2 separate regions of the Mus musculus genome follow, and region 2 is linked to region 1. The links are chromatin contacts, called in public promoter capture Hi-C maps. All regions are on one chromosome and are shown on one strand. The core of a region is the stretch at or near the end of the contact, and the rest is flanking DNA. Distances in the headings are between cores, read along the strand shown.

Region 1 (4,534 bases), core at 969-3,468:
TTTCAGAGAGTGAGAGCATGTACAAATAGGGGCTGAGGAAGGAAAGAGGAGGGGTGCAGGAGTATCCTGGGAGCTGTTGTACGAGAAAAATTTATGCTTGAGTGTGCTAGAAAAGACGCCCTTTCCTAATAAGGGAATAGGGCGTGATCAAGTGAGGAGTAACAAACCTAGAAAGGAAGGTTAAAGGGGGAGTCTGGAGGGGTGTGGAGGACTGCTGTGTATTCAGGCCGTGGGACCCAACAGTAGCACAGAGCAGAGGAATGAAGTCCAAAACAGCTTCTCACACACCTTAAGTTAATCACTTTCTCAGACCTTTATGACTTACTTATGCTTTTGTATCTTCAGAACTTAACACATTTCCTTGGACTGTCATAATGTCAGAGCTGTGTATACTTTAAATTACTTTCTTAGACCTGTATAACTTGTATCACTCCCCCCCCCCCCCCCCCCGAGACAGAGTTTCTCTGTGTAACCCTGGCTGTCTGGAACTCACTCTGTAGACCAGGCTGGCCTCTAACTCAGAAATCCTCCTGCCTCTGCCTCTCGAGTGCTGGGATTAAAGGCGTGCACCACCACTGCCCAGCCTTTTTTTTTTTTTTTTTTTCTTAACCTACATAACTTTTTTTGTCTGTTTCTTATAAGCTTTAGAAATTCAGGTATTAGTGTGTAGCCTGTCTATAGGAAATGGACCGAGCAGGCTGCTGGGTGTTGGCTGTTGTTAAAGCTGCAGCTACTCACCAATGTCACCAGAGACCTGAGAGGGATAGATTTGAGTAAGAAGTACAGTTTAAATTGTTTTTATAGCAATAAAAATGACAAAGACTTACTTAGTCATTTGAGGCTCACATGGTTCACTGCAGAAGCAGTCCGTCTTCAGTTGTCTGAAAAGAACTGCATTTAATAGTTGTCCCAGAGCAGCAGGCCTTTGGCTGTCAGACTAGGGCTGAGGAATTCTTCCTGTAGAGGAAGGGCGGCCTTGGGAACATTGACCTTATTCTGATAAGGCAAAGTATAGCAGTCAATCCAGTGTCCACAGCTTGTGTGGATTCCTGCTGCGGGGGAGGGGGTGGCAGTTTTCCCCGGGGAGCGGTTAGTGTTGCGGTCCAGGTGGAGTCAGCTGCAGTTGTTCCCCATTTGCCTTCTTTGGAGACCTTAACGTTTTCTTGTTAGAAGGAGCTCTCTATTTATTGTGGGAAGTTTTTTATTGAACATTTTAAATGCCATATTCAGCAGATCTCTGAGGAGTTTGAGGGCCATATATTAAGTATACCCGATTTTAGGCTTAACCTTGAAAATACATATGCATGAGGCTAAAGAAAACTTATTTTTGTAAACCATAAATGTAATAAACTTCTTGTCATTACAGAATATGACTTTTGTATGGCCGGCTTTAAAGCTGAAGTCAGTGTCTGGCAGGAAATGGTTAATAAGTTGGGCTGATGGTGAGGGCTTTGGTGGAGGGAGGGTCAAATGAGAGAGGTATCTGATAAGGCAACCATAAATAAATTGTATTGTAGTTCAGTCAACAGTGGAGAATTTGGCTTTAGGAAGGGAGCTGGGAAGAGGAAGTGGAGGCAGTTGTAACAGTAGCGTAGCAGCAGAGGGAGAGCTGGCGTCTGGACGGTAGGTGGTGGGAAATTGGCTTTAGGATTGGAGTGGGCTTGCCATCAGGCTGAACGGAGGGAGCTTTTTGAAGAGACAACGGTGAGGGGGAGGGAGGAGCTGTTAGGTTGCAGCTGGAACAAGTTCTGGGGGCCACAGTGGCAGAAGAGGGAGTGAAGGGTAGGGGTCACAGTAGCCCAGACATGGACATAAAGAAGCTCCAGGACTTCCAAGAAGGACATTGCGCAGGCCCAGAGGGACCCAAGAGAGCTGTCAGACTTAGCAGGCAGCTCATGGAGGAGATAGCGAGGAAAGGATCTCACTGTGAGCCAGACATAGGGCTCAGGAAGCTGCAGTTCCTAGGGAGACTGGAGAGAAGATACGGGGTTGTTACGGAGTGTTGGAGGGCAGACTGGGCTGTGCAGAGTGGCAGGGCTGACGTGGAAATAAGTATAGCTGGGCGGGCAGTTGATGGGTAAGGAGAAGGGGGACCTCCTGTAGTGGGGGCCTGAGGAGTGTAGCATCCTTGCTGAGGTAGGCTCAGGCAGTGTGGGCTGTAGGGAGGTGTGGGTGAGGTAGGCTGCATGAGCAGCCCAGCAGCTGGTGAGCACGAAGTGCCTGCCAGTCAGTACTCCTAAGACTGAAATGCTGCAGAGGCTTACAGTGTCATGTAGGACTGTTCAGAGAGTGTAAGAGTCACAGCACAGGGCTTGGAGCAGCAGAAGGGAAAGCAGAGATGCATTTGGGAGCTAAAGTGCACTATTAATGTGTTTTACTGGTGCAGGAAACATTTCTATCACCAGTGGAGGCCCGTGGGTCTAAGTTGAGAGACTGGGCATCTTCATGTATGTATCTTGAGATCTCTGGGACAAAGGGGTCACAGCAGACTCATGTCACCAAGAGAGAGACCCCAGTGGGCCTAAGGAAGAATCTAGAACCTGTGGACAGGGTTTTCAGAGGCGGAGGACTCCAGATCTTAGCAGTACAACCGCCCAAAGTGAAAAGAAAGCTTTGCTAACCACACAGAACTGAATGGAATGTACTTATCAAGTGTAGGAATGTAGGGAGTTTGGGGGGAAACTCCCCAGTTAGCCACTGTTGGATGGAGAGGAGGGTGTGCATGGGAGATTCTGTAGGCCAAAAGCAGATTTGGCCTCATACCTTCAACAGCAGTCTGCAACTCCAGTTCCAGGGGCGAGCTGTAATAAACCCTTTCCCCACCAGCTTGCTTTTGGTCATGGCTTTATCACAGCAATAAAAAGCAAACTAAGACACCAGCAAGCACTCTGCCAACTGAGCTACATCCCAGCTAGCCTCTAGCTTCTCTTTTAAAGTCATGTCCAGAATACAGAAAGATACGCCTTTTGTTTCCAGGGGAATATACAGAGTGGAGTTAGGTCCTACTGCATTTTCTAGGTCAGGTTAGTTTACTAAATTGTAGGCAGACTGCTGAGTGAGATGGCTTGGTACGAAAAGGCTTGACACAGCCTGACAACCTGAGTTTGATATTCAGGATTTACATGCTGGAAGGAGAGAACTAGATTCCTACAAATTGTCCTGTAATCATCACATGCATTTCATGGTGCACATGCATGTATATGCATACTAAACATTTTAAAAATACACAAAAAGCTTTAGCTTCTCAGATTAAGGATATTCAATGTATGGTTCCTGCTCTTTCCTTTTCCCTTCCCCCTTTCTCTCTCCCCTTCTCCCTTCCCGTTTGCCTAGTCATCTCACCGTGACCTAGTCATCTTAACATGTTTTTCTTTTGCGTTATTTTGAAAGATTTTGCCCTCGTTAGAAAATTTTAACTGAGATCCAGATTTCATATAAACATGGCGGGGAATATGTCTAATTCAATAAAAGAAAAACATGTTTCTTACCAGACTCCCGTGAAAACTTCTGGTTGTAATAAGAAAAACTAATTTCAGCCCCAGTGAGTGAAAGAGAACAGACTGGATGAATACTGGTTTGTTCACAGAATCGGTGTTGTCTAGATGCAAATCTTGAGTAGGCAGTGAAAGTCTGGGAAATTTAGATTCCCGCTGCTGGAGGTTGTGGGTCTTTTCTCTAGGATGCCATCTTTAAAAAAAAAAAATGAAGGCACAAGGTATTTCTGTAAAGTGTATTACTTTAAGGGTACAGCTAAGCAAAGTTTTCATTTATATAGCCACATGATTATCAGGTCATGCTATAGCATATCTGTATCATTCCAGTATCTGTGACACTTCAGTTTCGAAGTTAATGTATCTATATCTGCAGCTTTTAGTTTTTTTGGCTTTTTTTTTGTCTATTAAATTTTAAATTTTCAAGTGACAGAATCTGATATAGGAAGGTTGGGACATAGGGCCAGACTGATAGACCAAGGCTTAGCCACTAGGGGCCGCTCTTGTGTGCTACTGCTATTTTGAAGAAGGGAGAATGGATGTGAACAAGGCAGACATCATTTGTCGATGTCTAATTCATATACCTCAGATCAAAACTCAAGGTCTTGCTTTGTCACTGAAATTCGTGTGACCTGTTTTTCTTCCACAGAAATCTTTCATTTGACTCAGAAGAAGAGGCACTTGGCGAGGTCCTCCAACAGTTTGGGGATCTTAAGTATGTCCGAGTTGTCTTGCATCCAGACACAGAGCATTCTAAAGGTACTGCCCTCGGCTGACCAGGCCCGACATCAGGAAAGAGCATAAACCATGCCGTTCTGGTCGGTACACAGTCTGTTCTGTCTCTGGCTTGGCTTCCATTAAAAGCCCAAGGACATTTTGAGATTGTCCTTCGTGACGTGGAATTCAGCAATTTAATGGCTTTGCCAGCCTTAATTTTGTCTCAGCCTTTAAAGCTCTTGCTTACTTACTTTAAGAAAATGAATTCTATTTGTTGTTCTCCTTTGCATTTCAAATGTGATAGCATCTCATGGGCATTAATCATT
Region 2 (4,534 bases), core at 1,438-3,937, 100 kb before region 1:
TATCCCCAGGACTAAGAGCATAGAGGAGAGAACCAACAAACTTGTGTTGTCACACATGTGTGTCCATACACACACACACACACACACACACACACACACACACACACACACACGCACGCACGCATGCACACCCAGAGTCAATTTAAATGAGAATAGTGTAATGATAATAATGACCATAAAGGGTAAAATGTCTCAGTGAATGAAGGCACTTATCACATTACTGACAATTTGACTTTCATTGCTAAGCCCCAGAAAAAGAGAACTGACTCCCAAAAGTTGTTCTCTGACCTCCACGCACACGGTGACACACACTCACACTTGTGTACGTAAACAGCACACACACACAAATTCACTTTCCAGCTACCCTCACAACAGCTCGCAACCACCTGTAAACCCATTTCCAGAGGGGATCCAACACCTCCTTCTGGCCTCTGTAGGCATCAGAAACACGAGTGGTGCACAGACATACATATAGGCAAAATACCCAGATATATAAAATAAAAATTAAATTTAAAAGCGAACATTCTGTTTTGCCTTTTATTTTCATAGTAGTAATTTAAGAAATTGGTACACTATTAATCATTACACACTTTACAACTGAAAAACCTGACCTCTGAGAAAAGAAAGCCATCTCTTGTAAAACAGGTTTTTTAAATGTCCAAACCAGGTTTGTCGTCCTTTATGACAGTACAATCTGTGTTCCTGTTGCTCTGATAACTTGATGGCCCATGTCTGCAAAGCCTTCCCACTGGGAAGAATTCTCTGCCCAACAATAAACGGGTTCTTCTCTGGGAAAGCCTCAGTCCCCTATAAATGCCTAGGTTCCAGGAAGCAGGAGGGTTTAAGCCGGTCCCTGACCCGCTTGGATCTAGTAGAAGTGCCTTGCCCCCGCCCCCAAACTGCTTGGAGCCTCAGTGTACATGAGTAGATGGGTCTCCCCAAGATTAGTGCTGCTTGCTGACTAGTTAGTTCTTTCTGGGAAGGAGTGACTCAGAAGGAAACTGCCTTGAACGGCCAGACCTCTGCCTGCCTCATCTATACTCCCCAGTGAGATGTGGAGGCAGGGAGGGGCTGGGCCACACAGCAGTCCTGCTGTGGGGCAGAGGCAGGAGGGGTGATTGACATGAGGTGGGCATGTTTGCAGGTAATTTGGAGGTGCCTGGCCTAAAACCACCTCTTTTCAGGCCAGAAAGTAGACTATAGGGCTCCCTTAAATATTATCTCCATTAGTCTCAAAATTCAGGGAGACTCCACTTTTCCCAAGGACAGCCACAGGCAACCTGTTCTTGATGCTGGTACAGCCCCTAAGGTTAGTGAAGGTTACAAACTCCTACAGTGTAGTACAGTCTTGTCTAATTTCCCCCAGGCCAACAAGGAGGCAGTGTATGTATGTGACTGGCATCTGTTTGCAGGGTAGGGACCTGTGGCTGCCACAGGGAAATGAGTGGGCAGGAAGCAGGTGAAAGGTCCCTCTTCAGCTTAGCCTCCACCTGAACCCATGAGGTCAGCAAGCAGACTGCGGGCTAGGCAGGCAGAGCCACAATGACTGACTCTTTCCCAAAAGCGGTGGAGGGCAGAGGTCTTGCCCTGGTCACAAGTGACTCAAAGACTGAGTTTCCCGTTCTGGGGATTCTTTGAAGTGTCCCTAGGCGGGTGGGGACACCAATTCCGGTCTTGATAAATTTTGCTTTTATTTTTATGTATCTTTTCACATTTATTTCTTTATCTTTGTGTATGGGTGTTAGATGGCTCACACAAATGGCTCACATTCAGAGCTCCGAGGACTGCTTCTTGGGTTTGGCTCTCCTCTTGAATCTGACGCTGAGGATCAGCCTCAGGTGGTCAGGATTGCCTGTCAGATACCTTTACCCTCTCAGCCATTTCACCACCTGAGCTTTGTTTGTTTTTTATTGACACACTGTCTCCCTACACAGCCCTAGCTGTTCTGAAACTCCCAAGAGATCCTCCTACACCTGCCTCTCCAGGACACCAGTTTTTAACAAGATTCTTGTCGTGTAGCCTTGGCTGGTATAGAACTTACTACAAGGACCAGGCTAGCCTCAAACCTGCTGAGCCCTTGTCTCCCTGAGTGCTGAGATAACCAACAGGCACCACTGCACCAGGCTATCAGCTTTGCTTTTAAGCAGGGTTTGTTTTTGTTTCAAGACGGGGTTTATCTTGCCTTGCAGGTTCTCGGGGATAGAGTCCGTCTCTAGTGGGGAAGGGTACGGAAATGTCAGTGTGAGAAAGCACGGCGTCAGGAGTAGGCTGATCATATTTGTCCACACAGGAAGTAGAGCTCAGTGCGTAAAAGGCAGCGATGCTGATGCTTTGCATTGGGAAACCTGAGGTCACGGGTGAGGGGACGAGGAAGGGAGTGAGTGCCAGGAGTGGCCTGCGACATCCTGTTCTGATGTCATGTCACCATGTGCCTATTAGACAGCAAGCAATGTAAGAGTGGCTTTCTACACTGCCCATAGCCACCTCTTAATTTTCACAATCTGGGTGTCCACAGGCTTAAGTGGAACAAGCCAAATCCTGCCCTCGGGTGTGCTCAGAGTTCTAGGGGCTGCGCTAAAGGTACAAAGCAAATATCACCTGGCTATCTCTCTCTGACCCCAAACTACTGATAGAAGTGGTGAGATATTTCCAGAATGCTTGGACACAGAGAGCAGTTACGACATCTGTGCTATGAGGTTTCACCTCTGACCTGTAGCCCTAGGTGGCTGAGAGGTTGATATGAGCCCCACCCAGGACTCTGACTTTCTCATTAAGGCCACTGGAATCCAAAGCATGTCATAGTGAGAACATTTGACAACTAAGACTCAGACTAGTACTGTAGCTAGGATGCTGGCTGGGACCATCTGACTACTGAGAAGGTGTGCCTTGGTATGTCAGCCTTGGAAATGAGGGTGGGGCTCAGACTGTTCCGGATGCAGGTGCCCTTAGGCACTGGCCACACAAAGCAGAGGTTCTTGACCCATGGAGGGGCTCAGCTGCTAAGGTTTTGTTGTTGCTGCTGGTTTCCCCCTGCCCCAAGTTTGGTGGGGCAGACCTGTAATGCCAGCATTAAGAAATTGAGGCAGGGGGATTAGTATTAGTTCAAGGGACAACTGGAAAAAAAAAAAACAGAAAGAAAAGAGAAAAAAAAAAGAGAAAGAAAGAAAAGAAAAAAGAAAGACTAAAACCGTGGGACAGTTTAAAATAATCAAACCATTAAAATAAATAAATAAGAGTAAATAAATCACTAAATCTAGACTTGAAAACAAAAACATTGTAACCATGCAAATGTAAGATATCCAAGACTCGTAAACCAAGTGCTTTTGTCCCTGGGTGAGTCAGCTCCTGTGCCAACCATTCTTTCTCAGTGGATAGCTTCAGTGGATAACTGATAGCCTCTCACTACTATATGAGTCGAACATCTCCGTTTTTTTTTCTTTTAAGATTTATTTATTTAATGCATGAGTGCTTTATCTATATGTACACCTGCGTGCCAGAAGCGGGCACCAGATCCCATTATAGAGTTATGAGCCACCATATGGTCACGGGGAATTGAACTCAGGACCTCTGGAAGGGCAGCCAGGGCTCTCCACCCAACATCATCATTTTTAAATCACTATTTTTGTTCTGGCAATGCTCTCATGTTTAGTTGTTCTTTTTAAATTATACGTGTGTGTGTGTGTGTGTGTGTGTGTGTGTGTGTGTGTGTTACAGAGCATTTGTGGAGGTCAGAAGATAACACATCTTCATTCTTTCTTCTACCACTTGGGGTGTGGGCATAGACCTCAGGTTGTCAGGCTCGGCAAGTGGCTTTACCTACTGAGTCATTCCATCCACCACCACCTCCCCTTTGTTATTAAAGACAAAGTCTTACTCTGTGGCTCCAGCTGGCCTGGGATTGGGGAAGATCCTCCTTGCCTCAACCTCTCAAGTTCTGGGATTGCAGGCGCAAACCACTATGTCCTACCTTCCTCAAATTTCCAAATAAATACCAAATAAATGTCATTTCTTCCGGGAAGTCTTTGCTGACCCAGAGCAAGGGTTGGCTTTTCTCCATGTGTTAGCGCAGATCCCAGGAGATGTGTAATTGTCTGTCTCTTGGCCCTTCATTAGACCATAAGCCTTGGGGGCAGTGGTTGAGTCTTGCTGTGGCCTCCACCCAGCACACATCGATGCTCACTGGATGTTTATGGGATGCATGTGTTAGGGACACTGCTGCTGCTTCCTCTTCCTCCTTAATAGTTGACCCGGGGTTCAAACCACCTGCCAGGGAAGACATAACAACTGCCCTAGGTCTAGAGATATAACTCAGGGGTACAGCTCTTATCTAGCATTCAGAAAGCCATAGGTGCAATCATCAGGAATAGGGAGAGGTTGCCTCTTGCAGAGAAAAGCCTTAAAGCCCAAAGAGGACCTTAGAAATGGCTCACTGGCTAAGTGCACCTGTGGAAGCAGATGACCTGAGTTCAACCCCCTGAGATCCCATGAAAAAGCCTGTTAAAACAACATCTGGACAGCTGGAAACTGAGATGAA

The links. Capture Hi-C pulls out chosen DNA fragments and counts their contacts.
Region 2: a contact with region 1 is called in a promoter capture Hi-C map of liver. The contact joins two enhancer-like sites. A contact is called at or near these places in 1 of 484 Hi-C or Micro-C datasets (nephron progenitors), 5 of 115 datasets of contacts at active chromatin or transcription factors (embryonic stem cells, extraembryonic endoderm stem cells and large pre-B cells) and 3 of 9 other capture datasets (adipose tissue, liver and pancreatic islet).

Annotation. Positions count from the first base shown.
Region 1 is chr6:29,143,270-29,147,803 of GRCm38.p6, reverse strand. Rbm28 (RNA binding motif protein 28) reads left to right here. Exons shown (of 19, transcript NM_133925.2): 10 at 4,141-4,250. Among named protein-coding and RNA genes, the nearest start is that of Rbm28, 19 kb to the left of the region's middle. Within about 2 kb of position 2,218, at least 42 of the 459 cell types and tissues checked have an H3K27ac peak or open chromatin away from gene starts, as enhancers often do. A contact at or near this core is called in liver, where this site is marked.
Region 2 is chr6:29,243,759-29,248,292 of GRCm38.p6, reverse strand. No RefSeq gene overlaps it. Among named protein-coding and RNA genes, the nearest start is that of Gm26021, 12 kb to the right of the region's middle. Within about 2 kb of position 2,687, at least 114 of the 459 cell types and tissues checked have an H3K27ac peak or open chromatin away from gene starts, as enhancers often do. A contact at or near this core is called in liver, where this site is marked.